2 separate regions of the Sparus aurata genome follow, and region 1 is linked to region 2. A link is a contact called in public Hi-C data. All regions are on one chromosome and are shown on one strand. Each heading gives the region's core, a stretch centred on a gene start, on an enhancer-like site or on the middle of the called end of the contact. The rest is flanking DNA. Distances are from core to core; before and after follow the strand shown.

Region 1 (4,340 bases), core at 1,511-4,010, 140 kb after region 2:
GTGGGCATTAGGTATTGAAAGAACACCACTGTTCTTTAACTCAGTAGCTCTTTAACCCCCAGAACAATACAATACTATTTATACTACAGATCTCTTAAAGGAACAGTTACAGAAAAGTACAGATTCTGTCGTTTTCTCCTCTCCCCGTGCTGATGAAAAATCGGGTGAAGTTTCGTAGCTGACAAAACACTTCTGTAGCTTCACAGCAAGACAGAGTTCTCCTGAACGACTGAAAAAGGACTGGTTAAAAAACATGAAAAAAATGGAAAAAACTGGCTCCAGTTTGTCCAGTCTAATCCAAGTCTCTGGAAACCCAGAAATTCAAAATGATATTGAATTGCCAAAGCTTTTTGCTTAGCAGCTACAAGGAAGATTTTGGCTTTAAAAAAAAGGGTCTAGCATGTTTTCGTTTGGGATCTCTGGGCATCCTGAGACATGGAGTGCACTAGAAAAGCTACATGGTGCCATTATACGTTTCAAAACAAGTCCCCAGCTACTGCTGCAATCCTGTTTTGCTGTCAAGCTCCAGAATTGTTCTGTTGACAACGAAACTCCAACTGACTTTCCATCAGCATGGGGAGGGGGGGAATCAATTCCCATTTCTGAGTCAACTTTCCTTTCATCAAACCATTTCATCTTGAAACTGGGAACAGTCAAACTGCCTTCATGCAATAAGCCAGTCATACACAATGTGCAAAAATGTTCTGACAGTACCAGTTCAGTTTTTATTCAGGAATCCAAAAATGACTACAGGGTCTTCCCCAGTGCGTCAGTCCAGTAAACTCAAAAACATGCTTTGCAAGTCATGCAACTACACGAGGCTGAAACTGATGGCTTACTGAAGCTGCTTTTAAGCATGCCACGACTCTTTCCACATGCAGACTGTGGTTGTCCTTGGCTTTTTAGTGACTGAGGTGGAGTCTTTCAAACGCTGACAATATAGACCACAAAATCCAAATCACATTTGCATCACCTACACCGGAGGAATCTACTGAATATCTAGTACGGAACAACAGAAACAAGCCCATGATAAAGCAAGAACTGAAAGAAGAAACTGCAAATGCCCAATGAGAGCTTTATTAAAACACCACTTTGAACATGGGAACGCCACAAAAGCAAGTTTCAACACAAAAACTGCAGCACCAGAAAAACAAGGAAAACACAAGAAATGAGCTTCTTTGAAGCCACTTTTAAAAAATACCCCAGGTGAGTAACTGCAAGCTCAATACAAAGGTGTTCTAATCTAAGACATTTAACCACATGATGCAGACTTTCAGAGCACTTCAGGTTATACGGTCTTCTGCTGGCCCTTCTTTCCAATCAGAGACTTGTGGATGTGCGGGATCACACCTGGGAAAAAACAAAACAAAACAAAACAAAAGGTTGAGCCATTAACGTGTCGAAGTCGAGCAGAGATGTAACAGTTATCAGTTGTGTTGATTGTCTGAGCCACAGAAAATTGAAGGCACAATTGAGATGATCTCATGTAAAATGAAATTAAAGTGTTGTCAACTTGGCTTCAGGAAAGGAAATTTCTCACCATTCCACTTTTTCTCTAAACAAAATTGTTAATTGATTAGAAAAAATAAAATATATAAAAAATAAAAAAAAATAAAAAAAAAGTCCACATTTAAAATGTCAAGCTGATCAAAGATCAAGGCCAAACAACACCAGCTTCTAAATGCCAACAGGGTGAAAAGTGTTCCCTTACCTCCTCCAGCAATAGTGGCTTTGATAAGTGAATCCAGCTCTTCATCTCCTCTAATGGCCAGCTGCAAATGGCGTGGGGTTATACGTTTCACTTTAAGATCCTTTGATGCGTTTCCTGCCAACTCCAGGACCTGCGAGGGAAAAACGCCAAGCTTTAGATAGTTACATACCGAGGTGACAGCAGCTCTGCAGGGCTGATGTGTGGATGAGGTGCAAGATAGAAGGACGTTACCTCGGCCGTGAGGTATTCAAGAATAGCCGCGCTGTACACCGCTGCAGTGGCTCCCACTCTGCCGTGGCTGGTGGTTCTGGACTTAAGGTGTCTGTGGATACGACCCACTGGGAACTGCAGCGATAAAACACACCGGGTATTAGCGCGGAGAAATAAATGGCTCAGTGGCCTGACAGTGAGAGGCGGCCACCAGCTGGGTAACCTCTGCGACGTCTGATTGCCAACGTTAGCTTGTGTTAGCACGGTCGAGGAAATGAATGAGTTTCAGTGGACAAACCTGCAGTCCGGCTCTCTGTGAGCGCGAAATAGCTTTCGTCTTGGTCTTCCCGGAGTCTTTACCTGCCTTACCACCAGCCTGGAAAAACGTGAAAAATGTTCAGTTTACAGCTACAAAATCCAGTGTTACAGTGTGATAACAGTGACTACGAGTGGCCACTTTTACCGCCCTCTTAGCAGTATGTGGCCACCCTATTGCTTCCCTTAATGCAACCAATAACGGCAACTCAGCTAGCCCGCTAAGCTACTACAACAGCTAACGTTAGCGGCTACCAGTTAGCTATCCACCGAAATGCACTGGCAGCTATTAAACATCTATTGCCAGAAAACCACCAGCTTAGACAGCTTATCGTTCAGATAGGTCGCTAAGATGACTTAAAATACTTACCATATTTAAAATCTACAAATAATTTCTGACGCTGTGGCACAATATCTAGCTTCTTCTTATCGACTACCGACTGTTGGTTTGAACTACAACCCCCCGCCTCCGATAGTACCTTATATAAAGCCAATCTTTATCCGGGTAACTAAAGGGAGACCGCCAGCCAATCATATTTCGCTATGCGTTTCCTGCCGCGACGTTCAGCCAATGAACAAGAACACACCTCACTTTGCGGGAAAGATGTTACGTTTCCGTTCAAAGTAATGATGGGTAATGTAGTTCTAACATTTAGGCAGTCTATTCCCATTGTCTGTTTCATTTTCAAAGAAACAAGTTCGTATTGATACGGAAAGCATTTTTCTTTCAAAGGTTGTCTACTCGGTCTTGAGACCAAAGAAAAGACATTGAGGCTGAAGTCGTTGTCTCATCGAGTCAAGTTGATATGTTGACCGAAAATATTTGCGAAATTTGTTTGGAAAAGCTTTATCGTTGTAGGTACAGGAAAAACGCTCACTGATATTATAGTTATGACAGTCGCCCCTCAACATATGGTCCATTTCATACTCAACATTCTGTCCAATGATGAAAATACAATTTAAAAAAGCTACACAGGGATAAAGCAGCAACTCCGCAAAATCAGCAGCTGTGGACTAACTCTTTTGCAAAAGTAACCTTTTTTATATATAATTAAAATCAGGATTCTTTGCGCAATGCACTTGACAAAAATTCGTTTTTGATAAAAATGTAACATCATGATTTGCTCCTGTCAACATAGTGGTTTACAGTAACAGGTTATTCTTGTGATGTAGTTTCACGCATTGGCCACATGAGGGCAGTGAGTGCTCATGTTTTTACGCGCAGCCATAAATACGTTCAGAACAGCCATCAACTCCAGGGCTCTTCACTGTACTAACTATACTATAACCACAAGTTAAAGACACAGATGTCATTTCAAGTTGTAGATTCAGAAAATGTCACACATGTGGTTTATTTAAAGGTGCAGCGTGTCAGATTTAATATGAAGAGTCTGTAGTGCTTAATATAAAGGCCCTTTATCCGTGTCCACGACCAGTCTTTGCAATTTTGCACCCGAATAAAAAATTCAAATGGATAATGATCCTCTTGTTGTAAAGCCAAACAATCATGTTCTTATTTCCAGAGTTGCAGGGCTAGACTATCACTTCCTCTGACCCTTTATTGTTTCTTTGGGGGTCCCTGAGAAACTCCAATGTTACAAACAGCTGCTTAGTTTACAGTCGGAATGCTCCTTTAATAGAAACTCGGCACTTTCTTCATCTTTTGCTTCCAATACAACAGGATTATTTTGTTTTATATTATCGTTTTCATCATCAGTATGAATGGAAATCTAATTATGCTGATTTTGATACATGCAAAACACCTGGTGTTTGTTTTCCAGCCTACCAGGGACCCCATTATTTGAGCCATCATTTGATCTATTATTTGAATGTCAGCTTTCAATGGGGGATTGATGTTATATGAGATCAACAAAGCAAAGAAGTGTCTGTGGGGCTTTGGTGTGAAATTTTTAAACAGATCATTTCAGAAAATTTGAAAAATTATAGAGACATGCCAGTGAATGGAGTCAAGAAAATGTTTATTACAGCAGATGATATGTGTCTTGTCAGAAAGTCTTTGGCACTTGAGTGAAGGGTGTCTGCCCAGAGCAGCAGCAGGAGCAGCAAGAACAATACCCCCATGGAGTCCAGAAACTGGTGGTGG
Region 2 (4,080 bases), core at 1,320-3,819:
GTGGTTTCAGAGGGTGGTAAATGCTGGAATGCTTGTTGGCGAACCACAGTCAGGTGCAACTTCCTGGAGTTATCACAGTGAGGTTGCCAGGTTTGGGACCACCTGGCTGAACAGACACCAGGAATTTAACTGTTATTCAGCAGTACAAGTAAACAATCCCCCCTAAAACCACAGCTCATCTTTTGTAGTCATTATTTTTGTTTTTAAGAAATGTAAGAAAAGCATCTTTATAAACAAATGTACCAAAACACAATCACAAGCTAACCCTAACCCTAACCCTGGAAGAAAGGCTGGTGCCACAGATTACAAACTCCTCACTGAGTTTTACAAGCTTCACTAAAATCATGCTGTATTCAAACTGAACTGCTTCTGCGCTGTTTGTGTCTTATTCAGTTTGACTCTTGATACTGAATGTGATATCGGCAGGCGGAGTTCATTATTTCCACCACTAGAGAGCAGTGCATACCATTTTTTTGAGAGCAGCATCTGCAGGGGTGGAATGTAACTGAGTAAATTTACTTGAATGCTTTAGTAAAGTACAATTTTGAGATACTGGTATTTCCAGTTTCTGCTCCTTTTAAACTTCCACTCCAGTTAGGTAAATGTCATACCTTTGACACTACTACATTATTTGATAAGTTTAGTTACTTCACAGTTTATATGCTGCATCGGAGCCAAATGAGGATAATTCACTTGATATGCAATTTAATAAAAATAACGCTGATCTAAATAATAAAATAAGCTTTCATGCGATAATCGTCAAGGCAGATAATCAGCCCACCCATAGTATACAGTAAATAAAGTACATTCAAGTACGTATATGTAGCATTCAGTTTTACTTGTACTTTTGATACTTAATTACAGTTTCATATCAGATACTTTTTTAATGACGTACCATTCACATGTGTGATTTCTATCTATCTGACTTCTGGTTATTTTTCATAATCCCTCAACACCTGCGACTGTAACACGTTGGGATCAATTTGATAACTTAAAATTAATAATTATCATTGTTATAACAATTACAACACTGATGCAAAGACATTTGAGTAAATGCTCGTGGCTGTTATAGAGCCAGCCACAGGCTTCAGGGTGATCAAAGTTCTACATTCTTTATATATATTGTGTTATTGTATGTTTTCATTTTGTGAACGTTTTGATTTAAGTATAGCTGTTGATGTTTTATATTTTTCTTCAAATGTGCATAGTCAAACCAACAATGAACCGATCTTATCAACAAGCACTTTGTGAATCAACACCTGATGATCTCCGTCCTCTGTGCCACAGAGAGCTACTGTTGTCCAAAGGCATTTCAACATTATAAGTGAGATGCCACTGGATATTTTTAAATAGACCTCGGGTATCTCCAGCCATTTTTATGGTTGTCAAAACACGTATTTTAAGTTAAACACAATGCTTTCAGAACCAGGTGTTTTTTTTTTTTTATAACCGGAGCATAAGCACTGTGTTAGAAAACACTGTAAATTCAACCGAAACAAAAAATGAAACATAAGGAAATGTAAAGTTTGAACATATCCATGATTTGTTGTAATGTTCATTGCCAGTGTTTTATTCTGGTAATAAACACCAAATAAATCTTAATCCACTGCTGATAATAGTCTCAGAGTTTCTTTTCTGACATCTTTTTGTATTGGTTTTCAAAGTGTTATTGGAAAAAAACCGGACATACATACATACATACATACATACATACATACATACATACAAATAAAAACAAAATCGGCAGTGACACACACACAAAACAACAAGGAGATTACAATTCAATTATTATCCTTAAAGAAATTCAAGATGGGCTGTGTAAATGTAGTTAAATGTTCTGTTTAGGTCATTTTTGATTAAAAAAAAAAAAAAAAAAAAAAAAAAACCTATAGAGAGCAACTGGTTTTGATCCTGAACCTTTTCTAAAAATGTATTTTTTTTGTTTTGTGTTTTTTTTTTTTTTTTTTTTTTACTTCTGAGGTGTTTCTGAAGATGGGTTTGTAGGCGCCAGTGGGTTTGGAGATGAATGAGAGAGCGTTGTTGCCTTGCTATTCTCATGGGATTTGCTGACAAAATGTAGAATATCATCATCCTCATCATCTTCAATTTCCTTGAGGGAACCTCCCAAAAGGATGAATAACGTTGTCTTAAGTTTAAACATACCATACTGTTTTCTTTCTAGATTTAACAAGTGAATTGGTGTCTCTAATGTTGATAAGATTTCAAAGCTGTTTTGTGTGGAAATGTATAGCTTATACAGTATGTAATGTGTGCTGTTGTTTTCTATAGTACAACAGTAGTATGTCAATAACTAACCCTTCACTCCTTCACCCACTTCACTTTCAGTGCAAGGTTATGAGACGGTGGTGTGGTATTCAGCTCAGGGGATCCAGAAGTGTTTCACTCGTTCCTACTGCCAATTCTAATACCATAGACATGTTTTCTGTGTGTGTGTGTGTGTGTGTGTGTGTGGCTCAGTGTTCTCCTGCTGCTCCTCTCTCTCCCGAGTCTGTGTCTATAGTTTTTCAGTTCAGGGGGCTGGGACTATCTGACGTCACATTCACACATGGAATGTCCACTTCCTACTCGCTGCACAGTAAGAAGTGTAAGAATCAGCCTGAGGAAGCAGAAGGAAACTCTCATATTGCTTCATTTTTCTCTGCCTCCACTTGTGAAGGACGATGAAGTAAGAGGCGTGTTTTTCCGTTTACTGGGAGAAAAACTGCTTCAAGGAGCCACAAACTGCACCTGGAAAAATGATTCTCCTCAAAGTCTGACAGGGATTATGAGCAGCTCCTTTTTTTTACCTGCAACACAAGGACCAGAAGGAGACTTCATGGGGAGAATGTGAGTGAGTGTTGTGGGAATCGAGCAGCGGTGTTCTCGCCGTGGGAGGAATGTTCTGTATCTGCAGGGCGTGTTGAGGAATGTCAGGCTGATCACAGACAGAGCTTCTATTACTGTCAACTTTCTAAGATTAACTCCTGTAAAGAGGGATTAGTTCTTATTTTTGAAGGTTTTATATCCAGCATGAGCCCACAGATCATACACAAAGAGTTCAAAACTACCTGGGGAGGATTTTTCTGTCTGCAGTCAGCCATTCCATTCTTCTATCATTGCTGATGCCATTTTCAATGAAGGGTTATTTTCATCTGTGTTAGGGAAGATTAAGGAAATCTTTACCATAACCTTTATTATACATTTTTTGCTGATTAAACTTTAACGACACCTTGTTGTTTGGCACTTAAGAATGGATTTGACACAGCTGCTCCGGTGTTATTAGCGGCGCTGGCTCAGGCATACGTGAGCTGACCAATTAGAGCAGACTGGGCGAGTCTTCAAGAGACAGGAGCTAAGATAGAGGGTGAATACAGAGCTGCAGCACTGGACAAGATGAGAAAACAATTGTGTTTTTTTTTAACATTAAAGCATGTAAACCTGTTCTAGTACTAACCAAATTAATTTTTTTCTCTTACAGGCTCAGCTTCAGGCTCGCCTATATTTTCTCTTACAACCTGTTCCAGTTCTGTGGACACACGTGGATATTAGCCAATAGCATAGCCAGGTTCCTCACATTTGGTCGAGGTAAGATTTACCAACGCGGAACATTCAGCATAAGACTCAAGCAACTCAGACTGAACAGCCCAGCGGATGACACACGGATTCATATGTACAATACAAGAAGCTTTTTAAGATCGGTATGAGAAAGAAGCCCATTTAAAGGAACACTTCACCCAAAAAATAAAATTTAGTCACTGTTGTGGTCTGTCTGGAGACTTGGATTACTGCATATGGAGCCAGCAGTTTTCTTTTTTTTAATATTGTTGTTTATTCTGTTTTGAATAAAGTCCCCAGCTACTTAAGTTGTTTAGGAGGATGCTGCAACGTTGTTTTGCTGTAAAGCTCCAGAAATGGTTTGTGGACTGTGAAACTCCCCCCGACTTTCCATCTGCATGTGCAGAGGTGATGATGATGGGATATTCATTTTAGGTTGAACTGTTCCTTTAAATAATGATTGATTTTAGCTCAGTAGGACAGGATCACGAGTCTCTACCAGTTGGCACAAGTTAGTGTGATAAA

What was found. A called contact is a pair of places that touch in the nucleus more often than the background predicts.
Region 1: a contact with region 2 is called in a Hi-C map of an unstated tissue, with 11 times the contacts expected there. The contact joins the promoter of LOC115589293 here to the promoter of hacd4 in region 2. A contact is called at or near these places in 2 of 2 Hi-C or Micro-C datasets (skeletal muscle and an unstated tissue).

What each region holds. Positions count from the first base shown.
Region 1 is chr10:23,150,604-23,154,943 of fSpaAur1.1, forward strand. LOC115589293 (histone H2A.Z) reads right to left here and starts at 2,761. Exons shown (of 5, transcript XM_030430136.1): 1 at 2,607-2,761; 2 at 2,220-2,297; 3 at 1,943-2,056; 4 at 1,712-1,841; 5 at 703-1,350. The coding sequence starts at 2,609. The coding sequence ends at 1,289.
Region 2 is chr10:23,007,857-23,011,936 of fSpaAur1.1, forward strand. hacd4 (3-hydroxyacyl-CoA dehydratase 4) reads left to right here and starts at 2,570. Exons shown (of 7, transcript XM_030431117.1): 1 at 2,570-2,847; 2 at 3,479-3,585. The coding sequence starts at 2,786.